Linked DNA regions of Hordeum vulgare: region 1 is linked to region 2. Evidence: chromatin contacts called from public Hi-C data. All regions are on one chromosome and are shown on one strand. The core of a region is the stretch at or near the end of the contact, and the rest is flanking DNA. Distances in the headings are between cores, read along the strand shown.

Region 1 (4,617 bases), core at 84-2,583, 150 kb before region 2:
CATCATCGTATCTATGAGCCATTGATGCTGCCTGTGAAAGAAAGTACCCGAGATTCAGACCCTCATGCTTGTGCATACGACTATATGCCTCAATTGCCTCGTTGGCAAGTCCATTCCGCCGGAGCGCGCAGGCGTGGAGCTGCGCCACGGAGGCGTGCGCCGGGGCCGCTCGGATGAGCGGCGGGAAGGTGAGGGCGTCGGGGCGGAAGGGGTGGGCGCGGCATAGGATGTGGCGGAGGAGCGGGATGGCGAGGCGCCGGAGGGCGGCGCGGGAGAAGGCGGCGATCAGGGTGTTGGCAAGGAGGAGCGACGGCACGTGGAGCTGGGGGTCGAGGTTGCGGAGCTGGCCGGAGGTCACCAGCACCGACTGGACGCCACGCAGCAACGCTGACGCTGGCATTGGTGTTCGTGTTCTGGGGACGGCCGCGCGCGCGGCAGATGTCTTTCTCTCCCCTCCGTGATGTCCAACAGCCGCAGCCCCGCGCCGCTCCGCTTCCGCTTCCGCTGCGCCGCCGCCTCCGTCTCCCTCAGCACGTCAACCACCGCTCGATCTGCAGGGGTGGGGGAAGGCGCACGGCGGAGGGGCGTTGGCGGGGTCGCGACGGGTGCCGGCTGCAGCGGGCGGGGGCGGCGCGTAGCAGCACGCGACATGGGCCGGCTGCGGCGGGCCCGGCGGGGGACGGCTGAGGCGGCGCGTGGCGGCGGATGGGGACTGCGGCGGGGGCCGGTGGTGGAGATGCAAGGCAGGGTCAATTTTTTTCTTTTCTTTTACTCGTAATGATTCATCATTAACTTATCAGATGATTGCGGGTTGAATACCAAGAAACACAGGGACTTTTTTATAAAATAGCCAAGAACGTACGACAGAAACACTACGTGCTTTATTATTAGGGGAAATATTTCGTAAGGTGCAAAACACGTATAATTTACTACTACAAGATGATTTGTGATGGGGAGAATATATCGTACGATACCCGTATTTTAGATTCCAGTAGAATTCCACAAGATGATTTCCACAATATTTGCTATCACTCTATTTTCCCTGTCATGCGTCCTAAACAGACACTAAAATCATCTCGTTCATAGCCTGACGCGAGCTATCTCGAAGCATTTGACTTCGTGAGAGGCCAAGCAGCCGTACACAACAAAGAATATCCGCATATCCATTCCGGCTATACGATGTGATAGTACACCTGTGCGGCCGTGCGGCCGTGCTGCCAGGCAACAGCGACGTGGCGCCGGCCGCGGCCGGGCGGCGGGGCGGCCAGCCGGCGACGTGACGGGAGCCAGATTTTCTCCCCGCGCCAGGGGCAGACAGCTACGTTTGTTTATCCTCCTTGTCCGTGGTCCTATACTCCTATTTAACTACTCACACCGGTGTAGAAGAACGGGTCGCCTACGTACCCGCCAAAGCTCGCCATCTGTTTTTTCGTGGCGCCCAAAGCCCCAAAGGAGTGGGTATCCAGTTCGAACTCGGCCGGCCTGCAAAATGTGCATGCCAACGTGAAACGAAGAATGGGCAATGAACCTGGGATCTTGTGGCCTTGTTCGGGGCCTCGTTGCCGGTGACACATGGCTATCTGTTTTGCGTACTATGTTGAATTGAATTGGTCCTTCTCTAGCGTGACAAAAGATGTGTACGGTGCCTTTTACGACGGAGTTGTTGCATCGTCTGACGAAAAGATCCAATGCAGTAGCTGGATTGCTTGTGTAATATACTGTGTATTTATCATTTTTATTGTGATGCAGCCGTCGCAACATCAAGGTTGTACCGCACGGTGAAGTTGCTCCCTTTTGATGCTTGCGGAGTCAGGGCGTACTGGGAGTGATTGGGACCAAGGGAAAGAAAAATGCAAAAGGAGCCTATTAGCAAGGAGAGGAATAATTCTCGCGCATTCATTTGGTACGCAGAACCGTTTACTTTGAGATTGCATACATCACTCACAGTACGAGTGTCGCTAATTTAAAGCCACGTAATTTTGGAGGCGGGACGATCCCCTCGTTGTATTGTAGCCACAAAGATCGGTTACGTCATCGTTTTTCCAGCTTGCTTGGGCCAAGAAGATGCAGCCATCGCTTACCTAAGACCTAACAAATCAATTAATCAACCAATCAGGTCTATTGTGCGTGCTGATACTCTAACCGGCCAAGAACTCATCAACGCTGCTGTATTCACGAGCCAAGACTAAATTTTAGGGCGCATTTGATTGCACGTATAAGGCTAAGCAGGTTTGTGGGGAAGGATTCAAACTGTTTGATTGGTCTCCATACATTGTTTGACCTACGCGACATGAATTTTACAGCATTCCTAGTCAGGCCCGCGATCTACTTTCGAATCGGTAGTTTTTTCACAGCATGACTCGTGCGAGGCAGGTGAAAGGAACACGACTGAGCTCCTGCGACCATGGAGATAGCGCGAGCCAGCGTGCGTCTTTGAAAAATCGACAGAAGGATTTCGGCTCGCCTTCCGTCGATTCGGCCGTCCTATTTAGCCGCTATCCTCTCAACGCTCAAAGCGCTGCCACCCTTCTCCCCCCCTTTCAAGCTTTCCCGCCGACACATCGACACCGACGACTAGGTAAACAGAGCTCCTTCACTGGCCGGAGGTATGTAACACCCAAATTTTTAATTGAATTTCTTGATTAAAAAAATGAATTTTTAAATTTTGGCTTTGATAAAAAGCTTTGAAGCTCTTTGACAACTTCTTTGAGAATACTTTTAGAGCTTCTTTTCTCAATCTGCCTGGTTTAAAAAGTATTCTTTTAGCCTCTTCTGAAAATGAATTGGTTTAGGAGGATATTCTATTCTTTTGCAAAACCTTGGAAATTATTCCTATAGGTTCAATTATTTTTTTAAAGGTTTTCTTTTTCCTCCATCCCGTTTTAGACCATTTTGCACTTCTACATCATCTAGGTCTTCATTTTTATTTATTTACCAGAACTTTAGAAAGGTTGGACCACCTTTCATATAAATTTCTGTAATCAGTTTTGACCCTAGCAAATTTACAAGGGAAATCAATCATTCCCTTGAAGTTTTGGACCCAAACTCTTATCCTTAGAAGACCTTAGTACCCTCAACCTATTTCACCAAAAACCTTGGGTTCACAAGTTTGAAAATTTCAAATTTGATTTGACTCAAGTTTGACCAAAATATTCTGTTTTTATTAAAAATCTGCCTTCAACTTTTTCAAAAATTCTGGAAATTTACACACCGTCTCTGCACCTAATGAGAGATCATCTCATAAAATTTCAGCTCCAAAAACCTTTTCCACGTGCTAGTTTCATTTGATCAAATATCTGGTGGGCACTGTAGCCATCTATCTCTGAAATTGATTTAGTCAATTCTTCAGACTGCAGTGCTTCATTGATGCAGTCCCTGTTGCCGCTTCATCAATCTCAGTAGTGTCAACGAAAATCACTCGCCCCTGTGCTCGTGTCTATCCACCCGCTGCATGTTCCCTTGGACGTTTGCTGGCGTCGGTGGTGAGCAGGGACGAAGCTAATATGCAAGCATAGGGGGGACAAGTTTGTTCATGAAAGGGTCAAAGTTTATATGAAGTAAAAAAAATTTAACTACAACAATCATTATTATAGTAGAAAAATCAATTTGTTAGGGGGGTCTAGCCCCCCCTAGCCCCCCCTTAGAATCGTCCCTGGTGGTGAGCTGGCCTGAGCTTGCCAGCTCCGGCAGCAGCACCAGCAGTGGCTGCCGCAGCCACCAGAGCCACCTCTGCTGCAGCTTCTCGCCGTTCGGCACCGCCCAATGCCCCTCTGATCTCCGCGTGTCCCTGGCCTCCAGGACGTGCCGCTTTTGTCAGCGCCACGTCCCGGGCAGCGCGAAGCACGACCTGTGCTACCGCCTTGCACAGAGAAGACCACACCATCGAGCGGCGTCTTGCGCCGATGGTTGACCGAGCTTAGGCCAAAAATGGAACCTCTGCATCGAGTAGATATTGATCCGACCCCAAAACCCACCGATTAAGCCCCAAGATCGCCGAAATTTGTCGCCGGAGATAAGCTCCATGGCACCCCCTCTCGGGACCCTATAAATAGAGCTCCTCCCCTACTGCCGAACCCCTCATCCACTCCACCACCTTCCCTCCTCTCTTTGAAGCCTTGCCCAAGCTAGAGAAGGGCCTTAGAGAGGTCTTCTTCTCCGACTCCAGCCACTTTGATCCGCCCCTAGTCTCGACGACATTCAAGTATGGTAGGCGGAGAGGTGAGCCCCAGAACCTTCGAGTAGCTCCCTCGTGAGCTCCTCCTCCTAAGCACATCGTCAATTTGGTCACAAGTGAGCTCCTCGGTGATTTCCGGAGTTGCCCGAAGCTGCCGTCCGCCGGAGCAAGGTTGCCATCGACGTGAAGCCTCCCCTTCGACCAAATCTTCCTCTCATCGACGTGCGGGTCCTTGGTGAGTGCGTCGACGCAGTAAACCAACCCTCTCCCTTCTTCTATCGCCACCGGCGACCTCCGCATGCCTCTCGCGCCGGTGAAGATTCAAAGCTGACATGGTGGACCCCCTCGTCAGTGTCATCTCTCTCTCTGAATCGTTTTCGGCAAAAGCGCCTTTGCCAGAAGCCGCCTTCGCTGCGAGTTGGCGTATTTCTAATTCGGGCGCT
Region 2 (5,154 bases), core at 779-3,278:
GCCATTTAAGGGCCCACTTTGGAGGTGCCATGAGCCGACCGAGTAAAAAAATCGCATTAGGAGTATATATTTGTTTTCCAGAATATATTAGAGGAACTCCAACCGTGTGACCCATCTCGTCCGCAGGTGTTCGTTTGGGTCGTCGCACACACAAAACTCGACCCAACGGAACGACTCAAACAGACGTGCATTCGTTTTTTTTCGACCGCAACCTATTCGAGGCCCACATTTGGGCCACATTTGCGTCGGTGCGGACACGGGACGAACACCCGTGACACCCGCCCTTCTCTTCCCCCTGGCCCGCCAGTTGGTGGCATGCATGCCACTCTCCTCTTCATTCCTTCCCCCCGACTCACCCGGGCACCACACCTCCTTCCGCCGCCGCCCACTTCCATCGACGCCGCCAACCATCCATCCATATGTGAGTCACCCTCCCAGACGCCTTCATCTCCCATCGCCGCTGCCCATATCCTCTACCTTCTCTCGGTGGGGCGCGGGGCTCTTCACCGAACGGTTTGTCCCACAACGCCCGCAAGCTATTTGACGGTTTCCCATAAGGTACCAATGGACTCCGACGATGATTTTTTTAGAATGTTATTTGTGATTCAGATGATTCTTCATCTGATGATGAGGAGATCGTGGCAGCTGCGTTGATCGCCATGACCACATAAGTATGGAGCGACAACAGTTTGGGGCTCCCTATGGGGATGCTCGATAGCACGGATTATATGCACTGGAAGTGAAAAACTGCCCTTCTGCTTGGCAGGGGTAGTATAAGGGCCATGTCTAAGCTTTCACTGTCATACTTGAGGCTGTTGCTTCCCCGGATCTCTGGATTTGGCACTCTTTCTTGGGCATGGCTGGATCTCACAGCGATATCAATGTGCTCCAACGCTCTCCGATGTTTGCTAGGATGACAGAAAGCAATTGCATGCCTGGAGGTCAATGTTGAGATCAATGACCACCAATACAATAATGGACACTATCTAGCCAACGATATCTATCCATAGTGGACACTATCAAGACAATCCCCAACCCTGTAGGAGAGAAGAGAAGATGATTTGCCCAAGAGCAAGAGAGTGCTAGAAAGGATGTAGAGCGTGCCTTTGACGTTCTTCAATCTCGATGGGGCATCATTCGGTAGCCTGTTAGAATTTGAAGCATCAAAAAGTTGTGGAAGGTGATAATAACTTATGTGATCATGCATAATACGATCATAGAGGATGAACGTCCAGAATGTCTCCGTGATCAAGGATTTCAGTTTCAGGATGACAATATTGTGCATGAGCATACATGACCAACAACGTTTGCATAGTTCACCAAGTTTCATCATCAGATGCGTGATTGGGGAACTCATATGCAGCTGCAAAATAATTTGGTTGAGCATACATGGATTCATGTTGGTTTTTTCCAATGTATTTGAAACAATTTACTATTAGTTACACTTATAAACTATGATATATTTTTATGTTTCTTGAACTATGCAATATTATATATTTAATGTTAAAATAGATCGCATGCCTGCCGCGTATACGAAAAATGGATCGGCATTGAGCGCATGATAGACACAGATGAAAAAAAACAGAATAAACATGTCAATCCAAATGGATAAAATATGGATAAAACATGCGTTTTGGATTGGAGTTGCTCTTAGGAGTATAGATATTAGATATAAAGATATAGGTAGGATCACGACCGCAATTTTTACAGCCGACATTTCGCTACCGTCCACATACGGATCCACATACGGTCTCCCTGTTCCATTCCATCATCCCTTGTCCTTTTCCGCACGTAGTACCAACGCATGCGTTCCGTGGCTCCTTGCTCGCCGCTTCACCGACGCGTACGGGCATCAGCATCCAAGTTATCTTTCACCGCCAAGCCTGCCGCGAAACCAAACTCCGAAAGAGACCCGCCAAGAGGTGTCAGTTCGCCATTACACCAAGCAGATCCCGGGTCTATTTCCTCTTTGACTTCCATATAGAAAGGACGCCCGACTAATCCGCGCACAAATGCCAGAAACTTGACCACGTTACCGCTACGCCAGAGAGGCCATCTTGAATCAAATCCGGACACCATTTTCCAGCCTTTTACCACATTGATTCACATTCAATGGATTTCAATGCATAATCAAGCCCATCATCTCAGCAACTCGACCACCATGACTTCCATGGACGGGAGAGAACGACGTTTTCCTTTTGAACAAGGCATCACCGGATCACACGAAAAGGGGCAGACGACGAAGTGGCAGGTGAATTCCATCGTGGAAAAGCAAGACCCGCGATAGCCACAGCCAGAGATCGATCCCACCGCTCATACGGTGGCATGCAAGAACCTAAGAAGAGCTACGGCAGATCAACCTGCGCCTGATACGGCTGCACACCACCTGGCACCCACCCCCGCGATCCGGCCAGTCGTCAGTGCTTGCTGACCTCCGCGGCCATAAGTAGAAGCCTCGCTCTCTTGATTCTCGGAAGGGATCAAAAGGGTTGGTAGAGGAGTGTTATTGTACAGGCAGTCGTCTCTTCTGGTTGGCCTGCTCGCTTCTTCCAAATCGTCCCTTTTCTTGTCCTTGCGGCTTAGCGTGCGCCATGCGCCTCAGGTTTTTTAATGGAGGTTTCGGACTCCTTTTCTACCGCGTGGTGAAGGACGGAGAGCCGGGCCAGGACACGAGTTGGTAGTTGTTCACTTGTTCTTGCGAGAAGCTACAAGAAGGGACGGAGCTTGCGTGGCTTGCTTCCGCTGCTCTGCGCTACTCCAAAGTCCAAGCCGAGTGATCCTGCCAAAACGGGATTTGCCTGCTGCTGCTGGTGCCAAGATCTTCTCTTCTCCGCTCCCGATTCGACGTCCGTGCTGCTGCGGGGTGGCGCGCCAGCAGCGCATGGGCGCGGCGAGGGTGGCAACTTGCGCGCCTGGCGGTTGGCAGTTGGGCAACGTGACTCGCGCGTGAGCGGAGCGGGCGGCGGGGAGAGGCGGAGGAAGGACGGGAATGGACGCGGAGAGCGGCGGCGGCGCGGCGCGCAGGAAGGTGAGTAGGGTAAGTTCTTGGATTCCTTCTGGAAGATTCGGTGTTTGTTCGGTCTGGTCTGGTTTTGGGCCCGGGGGCACCACGGTGACGGCCGTTTCTTGGTTTCTTTCTTGACGGCGGTTTGCAGCCGTGGAGCGCGGAGCTGCTGCTGGCGTACCAGAGCCTCGGGGTGGTGTACGGCGACGTGGCGACGTCGCCGCTGTACGTGTTCAAGAGCGCCTTCGCCGGCGGGGACATTGAGCATTCGGCGGGGAACGAGGAGATCTACGGCGTGCTCTCCCTCGTCTTCTGGACGTTGACCCTGATCCCGCTCCTCAAGTACGTCCTCGTCGTGCTCCGCGCCGACGACCACGGCGAGGGCGGCACCTTCGCGCTCTACTCCCTCATATGCCGCCGCGTACGCGCGGGGCTCCTCCCCGACGGCGAGGACCTCGCGGGCCGGCGCGAGGGCGGCGCGGCGCCGCCCGCGCCACTCTCGGCCGTGCGCGCCGCGCTGGAGCGGCACCGGGTCCTGCAGAGGATGCTGCTGCTGCTCGCTCTGCTCGGGACCTGCATGGTCATCGGCGACGGCGTGCTCACCCCTGCCGTCTCTGGTCGCTCCCTCCTCCTCCTCCTTCTCCTTCTCCTTCATCCTTCCTCAGAGATTAAGTTACGCTGTTGGTGTTGCATTGGTTGATGCTACGTCAGGAGCCTGACGTCTTATGGTTCCTCTCTGTTGCAGTGTTCTCCGCGGTTTCCGGGCTGGAGCTGGAGCTGGACAATGAGCAGCACGAATGTAGGTCAATTGCTTGCTCTGCTTTCGTTTATGATTGTTTGATACCGGTTTGTTATTGATATCTTTTCAGATTCAAATTGAATATATTCAAGCAATTTAATCGCTTGTCGATTGGTATTGCGGTATTTATTTTCTTCTTCTGAATGTAGTGTTGAGGGTTTGTGATTCTGCTGTGGGTTGTGACATCATGGTGTTGGTTTTCAGATATATTGCTACCGGTGACATGCGCTATATTGGTGGGCTTATTCACCTTGCAACACTATGGGACGCACAGGGTCGGCTTTCTTTTCGCGCCTATCGTTTGCTTGTGGCTTCTCTGCATCAGCATCATAGGGCTCTACAACATCATCCACTGGAATCCCCATGTGTACCGAGCTCTTTCGCCATACTACATGTACAAGTTTCTCCAGAAGACTCAGACAGGTGGCTGGATGTCGCTGGGTGGGATCCTTCTGTGCGTAACTGGTAAGGACCGAAAACAGCTGTCGTGCGGTGCCCCTGACTCCGACACTTTGAATAAATGATGATGATAAACCTGACCACATGTAAAACGATTTGAATTCTTAGGTTCTGAAGCTATGTATGCGGACCTTGGACATTTCTCTCAGTCTTCAATCAAGGTACGAGATGAGTGTGCGGATATTTGATTTGCCACATGGCATGAATTGCCATCCCTTTGCCCTAGAATTACTGTTTTTTTAATTTGTTTACTGGGCGCATATGGTCTAAACTGTTTACAAAGAGTACAGAGCCACATTGTTGAAGTAAGATGCGATGTGTGTTGTAGTTTAAATAATAATCAAAGTTCATATAAGAAACAGTTCTGCAGGATACGAAAAACAAATATTTATGTTAGGACTTGAATTTTTAAAAATGCAGATAAATAAGGGAATTGGGTAACACTTTCAAGCAAAAGTTTTTTGTTGTTGTATTAACTGAATTTGAGCTTCCACTATGTTGAAGGCGTCATTGAGTATAGTGGTAAGCGTAGTTAATTACACAAAATTAGATGGGGCAGCTTGAGTTTATACTTTCTCACTTACTGGATCATATAGTTTGTACTGATTTAGTTGATGTGTTCATTGATGACAACGGATATTACCCCATTTGGTGAAGAAGTACTCCCATGCATTCTACCTAATCATTCTACAAACAATATAGCTACTTTGTGGTGTTTATTAAGCTAGTGAGCACTATTGCTAAGAGAAGTTGTCCACTTGACTAAGCTCTTCTTTGTGTGCAATTGTACTTGAGGGGGAAGACCGGAAGAGCGAATGAAACTAAGAGCCAGTACAGTCTCACAATTTATTACTTAATTTCTCTACAAGCTTGATTCTCTGGGTAAACTATT

The links. Hi-C and Micro-C count contacts between places; a contact is called where the count stands out from the background.
Region 1: a contact with region 2 is called in a Hi-C map of leaf, with 3 times the contacts expected there. The contact joins the enhancer-like site here to the promoter of LOC123410542 in region 2. A contact is called at or near these places in 2 of 6 Hi-C or Micro-C datasets (leaf and seedling) and 1 of 1 datasets of contacts at active chromatin or transcription factors (embryo).

Annotation. Positions count from the first base shown.
Region 1 is chr7H:120,045,612-120,050,228 of MorexV3_pseudomolecules_assembly, reverse strand. No RefSeq gene overlaps it. Among protein-coding and RNA genes, the nearest start is that of LOC123410542, 150 kb to the right of the region's middle. Within about 2 kb of position 1,333, at least 1 of the 3 cell types and tissues checked has open chromatin away from gene starts, as enhancers often do. A contact at or near this core is called in leaf, where this site is marked.
Region 2 is chr7H:119,893,189-119,898,342 of MorexV3_pseudomolecules_assembly, reverse strand. It overlaps LOC123410542 (potassium transporter 24-like), which reads left to right and starts at 2,028. Exons shown (of 9, transcript XM_045103492.1): 1 at 2,028-3,028; 2 at 3,156-3,621; 3 at 3,750-3,803; 4 at 4,008-4,268; 5 at 4,371-4,423. The coding sequence starts at 2,990.